2 separate regions of the Rattus norvegicus genome follow, and region 2 is linked to region 1. The links are chromatin contacts, called in public Hi-C maps. All regions are on one chromosome and are shown on one strand. The core of a region is the stretch at or near the end of the contact, and the rest is flanking DNA. Distances in the headings are between cores, read along the strand shown. Region 1 holds the start of Cntn4 (contactin 4). Region 2 overlaps Cntn4 (contactin 4).

The links. A called contact is a pair of places that touch in the nucleus more often than the background predicts.
Region 2: a Hi-C map of frontal cortex shows a contact between it and region 1, with 2.7 times the contacts expected there. The contact joins the enhancer-like site here to the promoter of Cntn4 in region 1. A contact is called at or near these places in 4 of 12 Hi-C or Micro-C datasets (frontal cortex, hepatocytes, kidney and 1 more).

The regions. Positions count from the first base shown.
Region 1 is chr4:140,176,383-140,183,487 of GRCr8, forward strand. Cntn4 (contactin 4) reads left to right here and starts at 4,439. Exons shown (of 25, transcript NM_053879.2): 1 at 4,439-4,562. It overlaps LOC120102360 (a long non-coding RNA gene), which reads right to left and starts at 4,255. Exons shown (of 2, transcript XR_005503811.2): 1 at 4,170-4,255; 2 at 1-1,983.
Region 2 is chr4:141,122,145-141,129,288 of GRCr8, forward strand. All of the region lies in intron 14 of Cntn4 (contactin 4), which reads left to right. Among named protein-coding and RNA genes, the nearest start is that of Il5ra, 94 kb to the right of the region's middle. Within about 2 kb of position 2,512, at least 2 of the 93 cell types and tissues checked have an H3K27ac peak or open chromatin away from gene starts, as enhancers often do.

The DNA of each region.
Region 1 (7,105 bases), core at 3,189-5,688:
CAGCAACTTTATGGGATATAATCACAGGGAACAATGAAAATCAACTATACGCACTTTATCAAAATATACACTCCTCTTAGACCCACTGCTTTTGAATTTCATACCAAGAAATTAGGTCTACAAATAAGGATGGAGGGCGAACAGGTGACTGATTTCAATTGTGCTTTATGTCTAAATTCAACGGGAGCTTCACAGGCCCTTTTAGAGTCTTGACTGGGGGTGGAAAGCTTGGAGTTTACTTTGACTCTGTCTGTTAGTCTGTGTCATAACCTTCATGGTAATTAACTGAATTTTTGTGTGCTAATTACCATTATCTCACTATGAAGCCATTATTATTCCCACGTCCTTAGACTGCAGCTCAAGAGTCACCCACGTCAGTGAAATAGGAGTGAGCTGAGAAGGCTATTCCTAGTGTTCCAAGTTCTCCTTGCTGTATCTTAACAATGGAATATAAAGCCATCCTGACACAATTCTACAGGCAAACATTATTTTATTCATTTGTTATAAACTTAAGGTTATTCTTCAAAACCAGGGAGAGGTACAAGTGTTACTTCTTACATGAAGATTATTAAGGCTTTAGCAAATCAAATTAAGTATAAAAACCAGCTGTTTTGTTTCATCTGAGTTGTCCCCACAGCTCCTTCAACCTATTTTCCAGTGTGTGTGTGTGTATGTGTGTGTGTGTGTGTGTGTGTGTGTGTGTGTGTGTGTGTGTGTGTCTGGGTGTCTGGGTGTTTGTGGACAGGAACATGTGCCGGTGAGTGTACACGTCAAAGATTTCAGGAGTTCTTCCTCCACTACCCTCTGTCATACACTTTGGGACACAGTATCTCACTTAGCTCAGGACGGCTGGCCATCAAGTCCCAGATATCTGCCTATAACTATAACTATAACTATAACTATAACTATAACTATAACTATAACTATAACTGCCTATAACAGATAGATGCCTGCAAAAGGGTAGGGTTTCAGACGCATGGCCAAGCCTAGGATTTTTTTCTTTCTGTGTTTGCAGAAATTGAACTAAGTTCCCCCTTGGTTTCATGAAAAGCAAGCACAACTACACACTGAGTTATCTTTTCAGCCCTGGATCATTTTATTCATGTCATTTAGAACACAAAAAAGTGCTGTTTAGGATTTTTTTTTAAAAATTCCCACTGGGTAGGAGGACTCAGCAGAAAAATTGACTCAGATCAGATTTGGTTAGAAGAAACACGCTTTTTCTGTAAAGTACTCCTCTCCCCCCCTTCCACCCCTCACATTAAATTCACACCCACCATAAACCCTGGATGTGTGAAGAACGACTCTGAGGGTGGGGTGGGACAGCACAGGGACATGTCCTTTCTGGAGTTTTCAGAGCTGTCTCATGCTGAGTGAAACCTGCTGATATATTCCGTCCGTGTCTCCAAAAAGTCGAAAGCATTTCAAGTGCTGATTTCCCTTAAGAGTTATCAGACCTCATTCAGATTGGTTTAATGAGTGTAAGGGGTGACCTTGTGTCCAAATAGACAGTCCCATATTAAACTATCTGAAGCTTAATCTGCACATATATGTGCAAATACTTTGGAGGGTCCATGAGGGTTATTGGAATGTGCTGCTAAGGTGCTACTCAGACTAAATGGGTATTTTCCACTGTGCTATAATGATGACTATTTGCAAATGACATGAGCACTAGTAATTCATTCATGCACTGATACAAAGCTGGGTCTCAGTACAGTGGTATTGAACTCTCTGCTGGTGGTGTTAATTGATTCGTTTGGAACATTTCCCCCCAGAGAATCCCAATCACAGGTTCTCTGAGCACGGAACTAACACTTAGCTGGGGGTCCCGGATATACAGGGACACACACGTGTGAGGATGTTTTCTTCCAAATAAGCCACTTCCATCTCCTGGCAGAGGTTGATTCTCTGAGGAACACTCCCCAATCAGGAGAGCTTCAGTGAGAAGCTGGCTTTCTTGGCAGAGGTGGCCTTGCTTCTTCCCTGCAGGATAGAAAATCGGGACTGGATTATTGCTTTTATTTTAAGCTAGATGCAGGCTGATTGAAAGAACGATCCCCAGCCCCCAGCTTATCAGTTAACTGACATCCCAGCAATCCGACCCAGATCTGTCTCTCCAGATATACATTGGGTTCCTTACTAGATGGTCATCTCTTGAGCAGATTCTAAGTCATGGTCATAGTGAGCTTTCTTTCCTTTGCTACATTACAAGGTCTCCCGTACAGTAGTCATGAAAAACAAATTAAAGGTGAGAGCAAATGAAACATTTAGAACTGAAATTCAGAAACATAGTTGACGGAGTTTTCTCGTAGTGTTCACAACAGTTTGAAAATTATTGCAATTTTCATCCTACTGGAGGAACATCTTGTCAGTCTCTCTCCCCTCTTTTTAACTGTTGCTAATTGTATATTGAGTTTAAAATGCCATAATACCACGTTTTCTCAGACTATGCTGAGTGTGTGTGTACACAAAAGAATGTTTTCTCCTAAGCCAGGCCATATTTGTTATCAACTTTTACTGAAAATAATATATAACATATAATAAGAATATATATATGAATGTGTGAGTGTGTGTTTGTGTGTGTGCGCGCACGCATGTGCATGTGTGCGTGCGTGTTCCAGTGACTCTTGGTTAAAAATAGACTATGGCTGTTTGGGTGGGATTCAGGAATGTAGTGAGAGGACATATACAAGACAAAATACTCATACTCAATATATGTTATATATATATGTATACATATACACACACATATATATGGAAATGTATTAATTAATCCACTTCTTTTGTATGCTAGCAGAAAAAGTTAATTTAAAAAAATACAAAAAGAGAAATACATACACACACATACACACACACACACATATATGTTATCAATGCAGCAAAAAATAATCAGAATCATGTAGATCAGGCAGATGAATTCAACTTACTAGAAACCATTCATCTTTAGTAATTTACCAGGGAAAATATACTACCAAGTTTTCTTTTCTGGAAAAATTCCTTCCCATGTGCGAAGGGGAGGGACTTATTCTGTCTCCCAATTTGAGAACTAAGAAAATGAGGTCAGGGGCTCTTTTTTCCAACAGTAACTTCAGAAACTGAGAAACACTTACGATATCTATCCCTTCATTAAGATCTGCTCATTTTTCAAGAATTAATTATGTTAAAAGTAAAAAACAATAACAACCAAACGTGAGACTAAATCAAAACCAAAATCACTTGTACCAACTAAGAAGGCTGCCGCATGTGTTTAGAGGAGTGGGGTGATTGCTTACTGCAGTAGTTTAAAAATAGTTTCCCAGTTAACATCTTTCCCACATAATGGAGATGTCAGGGTAGGTTTGTATGATTGTGTAAATGGTCAGAAGTTGTTTATGTAGCTCCAAACTGCTGAGACAGGCACAGGAAGCTGGGGTTCTGTAAAATCCCCGGGGGGCTTTTTTCTATCCAGGGAGAGAAAATTCAGTCTCTCTTGGGGTTGCTGGAAATGGTTTCCAATGAGCTCCACTGGGTTGCCTCTCCTCTGCCTGGAGACTCCCTTTGCGCAGGGATCAAGGGGGCTCAGACTTCCTACCCAGTCTCGATGGCTACCTCGAAATTTAGAGTTGGAGCGAAGGGAAGGGAGCCATTTCTGCAAAGAATTGTAGAGTCCTGTGTAATGACCACAGGACTACCATTAAACCGTTGCACCTGCTTTTGAATAACGACGCTTTTAGTATGCCCCCATACTGCACATATTGATCCTTGTCCCTATTTTATCGCAAGTGTTTCCTCCTTCCCCTTATCCCTTTCCAGACTCATTCAGCTTGACAATATGTTGTACCGGTAAAGACACCAGGTCCGGTTCATTTCACTGTCTGGCGGATGCCCTTGGCCTAAGAACTAGCAAGTAAGTCCGACCCTAAAGCCTTCTCGGTCCATATCCCAAGTCTTTTACTACCGCTTATCCCAAACCCATGCGCAGCGATTCTTAGTCCAGACGTGGTATCCCTGGCCACCTTTAAGATTCCGAGTGTACAAGAAGCCAAAGGCAGGTCGCACCTACTGGTTCCCCAATATTCAGGTGGCAAGGAAGATGCCATCCTCTCTTTGAACCCCGGCACAAACACACCCTTTACGTCCCTCTCCAAGAACCAGACAGAGCTAGTCATGTCCGACAATGCCCCCTTTACCAGTGTCCCGCGTGGGTACTCGGGGTCGCCTCCCCAGGGCAGGGCGGTGCAGGTGCTACGCCTAAGGGTGCACTGCCTCTGGTGACTCACTGAGCATGCCCAGCTCCACTGAGCGCGCCCCCGCCCCCGCCCTCCCCTTGTCTCGGCGCCCCCCTCCCTGTGAGTCTTCCGCTGGTGGCAGCAAAGGAACCGCTGCAGCCTGAACTCCGGTGCGCCGGGTTTTGAGAGCTGCCACAAGCGCGGGGAGGGAGAAGAGCGCGCGGCAGCCACAGAGCACTAGGTTCATAACCAGGATTGGTCGCAAGTAGGGAGCTTTTGCCACTCCGCTGGGACCTTCGGACGCTGGCTGTGTTGCAAGCCCAGTTCTCCTAAGCGCTGTGCCGGGCGTCTTGGGTAAGTCCATCCCGACTCCAGAGCGCTCTCTCCCAGGCACCCTGGTTTGTGGCTTGGGATAAAAGAGCTTGGTCCTTAAGGACTGAGGATGGACAGATCTGTACCCAGGGTTGTCGCTCCTGCGGGGCTGACCGGGAGGCTGTGAGGAGCTGAGAAAACTCTACCTGGCGTAGCAGCACCCCATCCCCCGGACGCCACTGTTACCTCCTGGTGACCCGTGTTCTCCTTTATTACTGTGAAAAGAAGTTTGTTGCTCTGCGTTACGGCCACCAAACGAAGAGCCTATAGCAGAAAATGCACCCAGAACCCTTAAAATCAGCGTCTTCAGCTGGGTCACGTTGTTGCCCTCTCTGTGCGCCTTCGCTCCGTGGGCGCCTTCGAGCTTTTTTTTTTCTTTCTTTAAATGCTGTGGGAGGGTGCCGTGCCGGGGTATCTATCCAGGAGCAATCCGTAGTATGGGCAGGTGAAGTTGGGCTGAAATTTGAAGGGACTTGGACATCAGGGCTCGGGAGACTGGGACACAGCATTGAGAGATCGCTTTTGAAACGCTCATTTTTGGAGCGCCCACACTGTGTAGGGTTCCTTGCAAAGCACGGTGAGTGATTGCTCCGCGCTTAACAACACCGACCAGGTCTCTGGTGTTGTGGAGGGCACGAGATTTTTCCAGTGTTGGTCTTAGCAGATTGTAGGGGCAGCATGTTTTTCCAATAACTTATGGGGAGGGGAGGACATTCAGTTTCTTTGGGGAAGGCAAAGGCAACTGCACCACGTCCTCTGCACAAGCGGCAGAGAGACGGGTATCAGGCGTCCCGCAGGTGCCAACCTTTAACCCTTTAGCTCTCAAAATAATTATTGCTTCATTTCTGCTCTTTACCGTTCTCTACTGTATATATTTCACTAAAACTGAAAGGCGTAGGCCAGGTAGACGTAGGTAGGCTCCTCAGTCTCTTTAACCAAGCAGAACCTGATGCGTGAATGCATTTTGTGGCACCGCGCTGTGTTGCAAGGAGGCTGCCTAGAGCATTGGGAAATAAGGTGATAGGTTGTGAGCCCCAGGCATTATGCTCTGAGGCAAAGATTTGCAGAGGCTGTGACCAGGTAAATCAGTGTAACTGATAATCCCTGGAGTGTGTGGAGTGCAGGAAGGATAGCAGGCTAGATCTTGGGGACACATTAAAAGGATTGTTTGTAAGGCAGGTACTGTGAGCCCCACTCGCTGAACTTTTCCTAGTTTCCTACAGGAACCAATAGGGGGACAAGCCATGTTTTTTTCAAAATAAAGGTGCCTTTTAATTGTGTGGGCTTTTCCAGTGATTTACGGTGATGGGAGCTGGGTGTTTCAAGGAACAAACACAACAGGACTGATTTGTTTGGACAACTACATAGAATAATTTGGAATGCGCTTTTATGCTTTTGCATGTCGAGATGTATAGTTCTTGTTCCTTAGCACAGTAGGTGCCCTAGCAACTGTAGCTTGGGGGTGGGGTGGGAGTTCCTTACAGTAATGTTTCAAGCCTTGCTGGAGAGCAGGCTTTATCAGTCTCAATTCAGGGGGTTGAAAAAGAGCATCACATCAGACTACAGACACGCCTTGCTGGGTCAAGAGCCAACTCAGATTTCTCTAAATCTGTTCTTGGTGCCTTCGTCTAGATTTCATTCAGAGCAGGTTGGGAATTTCCAGTGGGTTGTGAACAGTAAGAAACACTGCTGAGTATCCAAAGCTTAGTTCACTAAGATCATGAGTTTTGCTGCTTTATAAAATTCTATTCACCCCCTCCCTTCTCTTAAAACAAAACAAAACATTGGTTTCCACCGACTTTAACTGCCTGTCTTGGTATAAGAGGTCAGGATAAGTCTCATTAGGGTTCAGTGTGGAACACTCAGGTTGCTTGCAAGGTGGGAAAGGTCTTTTGAATTAAGAGTCTACAGCTCTGAGAAGTCACCTGTTGTTAAAGCTGCCTCTGGAAACTGCAACAAAAGGCAGATCTCTTATTTGTTGCCTGTCAACCCACTTGCAATTTCTCAGGTTTGAAGACTTTCAAGTCAGTTGGAAAGCAGTTAAGAACCTCCTTCCATAGTCATTCCAGAAGTACCCGATTAAGGGTGACCGAAGAACAAATCTGTCAAATGCAGTTGGATTTTTCTTTCCTTTTTTTTTTTATCATCCCTTTATTTTATACATGTCCTCTTGTTCAGAAGTATGTCTTTGCACTTTTAACCTTTAAACTCCTGAGTTTTTGGCTGCAAATTCTTTCAAAAGTTCCTCAGGACAACTTTTATTTGCAATTTAAGTCTTACAAAAAAAATCAAAATCAACATAACCTCATTAACTAAGCCTGTTGATGGAAACCACCCTCTTTATACTCCTGACTTATTCAGCTTTCTGCTATCTCCAACTTTATCTGATATTGGTTTCAATGCATTTTAGTTTTCTTTGTTATATTCAAAGTCAGAAGAAAAAAATACGTGTGAGCTGTAACCTCTCTTTTTATCAGGTGAAATTCAACTTTGTGGTGAACTTGATTTTATAGGATTTTTACCAA
Region 2 (7,144 bases), core at 1,262-3,761, 940 kb after region 1:
GTCCAGGGTCAGTCCATGTATAGTCTTTAGGTAGTGGCTTAGTCCCTGGAAGCTCTGGTTGCTTGGCATTGTTGTTCATATGGGGTCTCAAGCCCCTTCAAGCTCTTCCAGTTCTTTCTCTGATTCCTTCAACGGGGGTCCTATTCTCAGTTCAGTGCTTTGCTGCTGGCATTCGCCTCTGTATTTGCTGTATTCTGGCTGTGTCTCTCAGGAGAGATCTACATCCGGCTCCTGTCTACCTGCACTTCTTTGCTTTATCCATCTTGTCTAATTGGGTGGCTGTATATGTATGGGCCACATGTGGGGCAGGCTCTGAATGGGTGTTCCTTCTGTGTCTGTTTTAATCTTTGCCACTCTATTCCCTGCCAAGGGTAGTCTTGTTCCCCTTTTAAAGAAGGAGTGAAGCATTCACATTTTCATCATTGGTCTTGAGTTTCATTTGTTCTATGCATCTAGGGTAATTCAAGCATTTGGGCTAATAGCCACTTATCAATGAGTGCATACCATGTATGTCTTTCTGTGATTGGGTTAGCTCACTCAGGATGATATTTTCCAGTTCCAACCATTACCCACGAATTTCATAAAGTCATTGTTTTTGATAGCTGAGTAATATTCCATTGTGTAGATGTACCACATTTTCTGTATCCATTCCTCTGTTGAAGGGCATCTGGGTTCTTTCCAGCTTCTGGCTATTATAAATAAGGCTGCGATGAACATAGTGGAGCACGTGTCTTTTTTATATGTTGGGGCATCTTTTGGGTATATGCCCAAGAGAGGTATAGCTGGATCCTCAGGCAGTTCAATGTCCAATTTTCTGAGGAACCTCCAGACTGATTTCCAGAATGGTTTTACCAGTCTGCAATCCCACCAACAATGGAGGAGTGTTCCTCTTTCTCCACATCCTCGCCAGCATCTGCTGTCACCTGAGTTTTTGATCTTAGCCATTCTCACTGGTGTGAGGTGAAATCTCAGGGTTGTTTTGATTTGCATTTCCCTTATGACTAAAGATGTTGAACATTTCTTTAGGTGTTTCTCAGCCATTCGGCATTCCTCAGCTGTGAATTCTTTGTTTAGCTCTGAACCCCATTTTTAATAGGGTTATTTGTCTCTCTGCAGTCTAACTTCTTGAGTTCTTTGTATATTTTGGATAGAAGGCCTCTATCTGTTGTAGGATTGGTAAAGATCTTTTCCCAATCTGTTGGTTGTATGGCCTTTACTTTGATTTTCACTAAGAACCTAACAATGATAATCCCTGCCAATGGGAGTTAGACATCAGTAAGAAATCGGCTTGCTCATTTTTTTCTTTCCTTTCACTGAAATGATCTACCAGGTAACCACACAACAAAAAGAAAACTATTTAGCATACACATTTCCTGAGCATCTTGAAATATACCCTGGAGCTTTACCTCTTGCTGGGGGTAATAAAGGGAAACATTTAGCAATTTAGCAATTTGTTTTGAATGCACACATTAAAAATTCTGCTCAGAGACAAAGGATTATCGAGTTTCCAAGAAGTCATAAATGAATCTGACCTCTTCCTGCCCTGAGGTGAATGATCCTTAGAAAACATAAACAGCGGGCTTCTTTCTTTTAACCACCATCTTTTAAAAGTTCTCCTGGTTTCTTTTTATCCTTTTGCATGAGATGTACACATGTATGTATGCCTATGCATGTTCACGTAGCACATGTTACATGTGTGTGAGTGTACATGCAGAGGTCAAATGTTGGCATTGGACACCATCATCCATCACTCTGCTCTGTTTATTGAGGCAGGATTTTCACTGAATCCAGAGCTAGCTGACTGGCTAGTCTAGCCAGCCAGCTTGCTCCAAGATCCCATCTGTGCCTCAAAACCGCTAGGATTACAAGAAGGCTCCCATCCTACCCAACTTTCATATGGTGAAGAAATCAAACCCTGATCCTCACGATTGCAGAGCAAGAGCTCTTCCCACTGAGCCATCTGCCTAGTCCCAGTCTACACTCAGATTTGACTGCCTTCTCTTGCCCTTGGTTTAGATTAGTTTTGAGTCTATAGCCTTTCTTATCTATTTCTCAGTTACTCCTTTTGAGTAATTTTCCCATGACATCTCTTCCTGTTGGAATGTGCATTTATGCAGCCCTCTGGCGTGAAATGCCAGAATGTTACTGGCGCATGAAGTGTCTTTGGATTTAGCGGCTAGCTTGAAGCATCTGCCAATTGCACAGAAACTCCTATACTTGAGCATTCATGCTTGAACCAGAAATTACTTTGTCATCTTTGCTGGCTTTTACTAAGCAGCCAGCAGCTCCCTTGGAACTATGACTTATGACAGAGCTCTTTTCCTTAGACGTCACCCTCTTCTAACTCTCAAAACAACTGTTTCCTCTTCTTCCCAGGCAAATCCTTGGTACCTGTACTATCATGTGTTTCTCACGCTATGTAGCAGGGTTTCTGAAGCATATCAAAATCTGTTGATCCGCACAATGATTCATAAAAATTCCATAGTCCCCCTACAATGCCAAATGCCATCACCTTGAAAACTGCAGATCGGAGATGCCAAATGACTTCTAATGTGGTGATTGATGCACCATTGCTGTGTGCCCAGAAGTGACAACTGGGGTCTTCGATGCCAGGCTATGAGTTTAATACAGTTCTTTGTGATGACACTTTTATAAAAGCTGGCATCAATCCCAATGCATCTACACACACACACACACACACACACACACACACACATATATACATATACATATATAAATATATATGTACATATATAAATATATATATATATATATATATATATATATATATATATATCCTCTAGAAGTCTAAACACCAGCTACCATATGTGAATGAGCTCTGGCCTTTTTTCCAGTAAAGGATGTCTAGTTCTCCATCTGGAAGTCTCCACCATGGCAGAGTGTCCTACTGGTTCTTAGGATACCTTATAACCTAGAGTGAATGAGTCCCACTGGGGTTGTTAAAAGGAGCTAGCCCTAGTACGGTGACAAAAGGAAAGACTATTTTTCTTGCAGAAGATAACTGGAAGGGTTTTGTAAATGAGAGAGCAATCTCTAAGTAGATCCATCCACCTTGCACATCAGGCCTGCATAGTAAATGGATTATGAATGATCTAAAAAGTGAATTGGATTTTTCTTACCTATATTTCTATGGGTATTGGTTTTCAGAAAAGGTAGCAAATTTGCAAAGTCTTATTCACTTTTTTTTTTTTTTGCACTGCAGCCCAAGGGTTCCATCCAGGGTCTTGACAGCAGGGACCTGACATTGATTAGATAAATAATGTGCACATATTGGATAGAATTTAAGCTGTGGTCTTACCCTTCCTGTCTTCCCTACCAATGATAAGCTGTTGAGTTCTGTGAGAAATTTAAGTATGTAATTGCCTTGCAACTAAGATGTATCAGTGAGTTACATATTTAAATGCATGCACACATTCGTACTTATGAATCTTCTCTTTGTTTGAATTTAAGTAAGTAGCATGTTTCTGAAATGAGAAAATTATATGTTGTCAGTTAACAAAGACCTAGTCACATAGCTATGTCTTCTGCCCTTTAATAACTCTCTTGCTAATGTAATATACCCATTTTTTCTTTTGCTACCTCTGCTCAATATTTCCAGACAGAGATACCATAGACATGGAGTGTTTTGATTATCACAACAGCAAAGGCCATCTGTCTTTATAAATGACCTAAATGTAGATTTGGAATCCAAGAGATTTGGGTCAAGGCTGACCTCTGACTTAAATTCTAGGCATTTTGATAGAAGTATCAACATAATGCACTTCGCTAACTTTTACCCTTCAGTATCCCCTTTTATACCTTGCCCTCTTCTACTGAATTCTTCCCAGAAATCCCCTCTTACTTTTATGACTTTCGCTTTGTTTGGGTAGATTAAAATTATTTCATTTATGTGTGTGTGTGTGTGTGTGTGTGTGTGTGTGTGTATGTGTGTGTGTGTGTGCGCACGTACGCACCTATGCTACTGTGTATCTTTCTCTGTGTGTATGCCCATGCTTGCCCTGGAATGTGTGTGGAACTCAAAGAACAACCTGGAGAAGTCAGTTCTCTCCTTCTACCATGAGAATTCTGAGGATCAAACTCAGGTCACCAGTCTTGGTGTCCAGTGCCTTTATCTGCACATCCATCTTGCCAGCCCTATTTTGGTTTTGATTTTTGTGTGGTGGTAACCCACTGAGTTTAATTAAGGTTGCTTTCATGAGCATGGTTGGGAGTTATTTCTCATAAAGTGTTTTATATCCTTCTATTTTAATATTCTAAAGAACAATAAACAGAATACTGCTCCATAAGAGACAGCCCATTCATGTTTTCCTATTGCCAGCCTGTCTCCCTATCATTGTGACTGTCCTTTACAATGAGTGTGCTACGTGTGGTGTGTATGCAGGAGAAGGTCCTGTGCTCTTTATCCACTTTTTGCTTGGTCATTTTCTGTGTTGCATCTTTTCTGCCAGCTTCCCCACTCACTGCTCCTCCCCTTCCATTATCCTTTATATTTATTAAATGGAAATGTTTAAATGGTTGAAATATCTTCAGATCTTTATGTCTCCTCCACCTAATTTTAAAAACATGAAAAGTTGTAACATCGCTCTGAAAAGTAACTGAATTAAGTTGCTTTGTATGTCTCTGACCTTCCATTGATTTCCTTTTCTTTTTGGGTCAGTACTTCTCAATGAAAAGAAAACTTCCCCTTCTTCTGGTGTGGACATCTATACTCTTGTGCAGTGACCCTCAAACCTAGTCCAGAGCATTGCCCAGGCTTGAAGAGCATTTGTCAGTAATTGGCATCTTCCCAAAATTTAGAACATTAACAGACCCTTAACCGAGAAATATACTGATTTTCATTCTCCATCAAGTTTCTTGAAAGCAAACAGAGTCTGCTCTGAAGCAGAGAGCACAACAGAAACAAGAGTCTCTTTAGCTCATTTCATGATGTCTTGTCCAGCATGCATACCGAAGGGACATTCTAGCTATCACCAGGAGCCAAGGAGCTGTCAATAGTTGATTACTTTTGATAAGATCCCAGAATAAGATTCATTGAGAATTACAGATAAGCCCCCAAGATAAGCTAGCTGGAGTGAACCTGATTGCCGGGGGACATGTGGGTCTGGTCAGGATTCTGTATAGCAGAAAGCTTTAGTAATCAGTTCTGCCATGCCAAATAAAGGAAAGCCAGCTAATAATGCCCACCAAGGAATTAATAGCCTCCATCTTTAAGCTCTGTGAGTTCCTTGATGTCCTCTTCTCATATCTATAAGCACACACTGACATGTGCTTTTGAATGGAAGAGTTACCACCTCCTTTCCTGAGACCTTAAACTCAAGAAACTGCAAACATGCAGAAAATTGCTGACAGGAGCAGGCTGAACAGAGCTTAGGGCTGTGTACTCATTCTGCAAGGCTGTAGCACCATCTACTGTCTGAGATATTAAACCTTACTCTACACTGAAGCCTGTGTGTGAATGAGCATGGGGGCTTAAGTGCTACTCTGCTTGTTGGCAAGCCAAAAGCTTTGTCTTCAAATTCATTGTTATTGTCTCAAGAAATACATGTCATTTCTTGTGGAGTCTAGCAAAATGCTCTCTCATTTTGTATCAGCGGATGCAGCAAATGCTCCTGAAAAGCAAGATTGTATTTCTTTAATCAGCAAAGACCTCATTGTGCCTTATTTTTGTGTTGGTATGATGTGACTCACTCTATCTTATTGACACTAATGAGACTCTTTGGGGACCCCTTTGCCCAGTGACTCATGGGGGAATTACTCATGTGCACTTAGTGAAAGAATCATACTTATTATTCCTCCTTCCTGAATAGAAAAAAATCTAATCATTACTTGATGTAAATGTATATGAATCTTTTTTTAATGTTCCATCACAATCGAAGGGATGTCTTGGAGTGTTCTAATTATACATAACCTAAAGATGTTCCTTATTTAATTTGTCATTGAGCAGCATTTTTGAATGTCCTTTTAGATTGTCATTTCATTTAAACCATAAAGAAAGCTTTGAAAAGAAAATGTCAAACCAAGATGATAAATTTAGCCAATTCTCCACCCAACTCCTGGTTACTTACTTGCAAGTCTGATTTAGGAGTATTCTTATTGATCATAGAAGCTTGAACACCTTCAGAAAATTCTTTACATTTAGAAAGACATCCCAGGAGAGAGACCCCATGACTCCAACACTGTGCAAATCTAAAACCAAGAGATTTGCTTTTTCTAGTGGCATGCAAGAATAAGAGTAAGTGGGTGGAGTATGAATGATTTTCAGACATGCTATAACTTGTTCTTAAAAACAAACAACTGGATACCAATAGTTGAGCCAAGACTTGAGAGACAACCAACTGTGCTGGGGTGTGATTTGAATAATTCTAGTCTTGTAACTAAGTAGGCACTCTCTGCTACACACTGGAACCAGGAAAATTCAGTAACCTTGATAATCACAAGAGTGATTGCTGTACAACAAACTTGCCACCGTCAGTTGGCTTGTGACATTTGTATTTGTGTCAGTCACTCTATTAAACCGCTCTCTTTTGTATTTATTTTCTTAACTCCTGGATAATAGAACATAAGAATTCTCTTATATTTTTGGTTGTGAGCCTAGCCTTTAACGGCTGAGCCATCTCTCCAGCCCTCTGTAAGTATTCTCTTAAAGGTGATTTATAAATTGCTTTACAAAGGAGCCTCCAGTTTCTACTCAGGGTGACTGGGGTGTTTTCTTTTATGTCATTTATCACATTACTCAAAGAATCAAGGCACCAATTAAGCACCTGGATTTAGGAAAAGGTTTACATACTGCTGTTCTCTTTAAGTCACCAGGTTAAAGAGACCGGTAGAACAGTGTCCTACACGCCCCCTCCCCTGGCCCCTGCAATGCCTACCATGGAAATGAGGGCAATTCTGATCTTCAACTTTCCTTTCATGCTGGTTCTGGGGAGGCTTCTCTGTGATTTTAATTGGGCTGCCATATTTTTATCCTTTTGATGCTTATGGTTTGGGAGGAATGGAGCCACTGTTGAAGACAGGCAGAGCTGGGAGAGCATCACTCTAAAGAAGTCTTTAATTAGTTACTATGGGCTGAGGGCTATTTAGATTTCTAGGCTGAGTCTGCTCAGGTGAAATAGGGTACCTG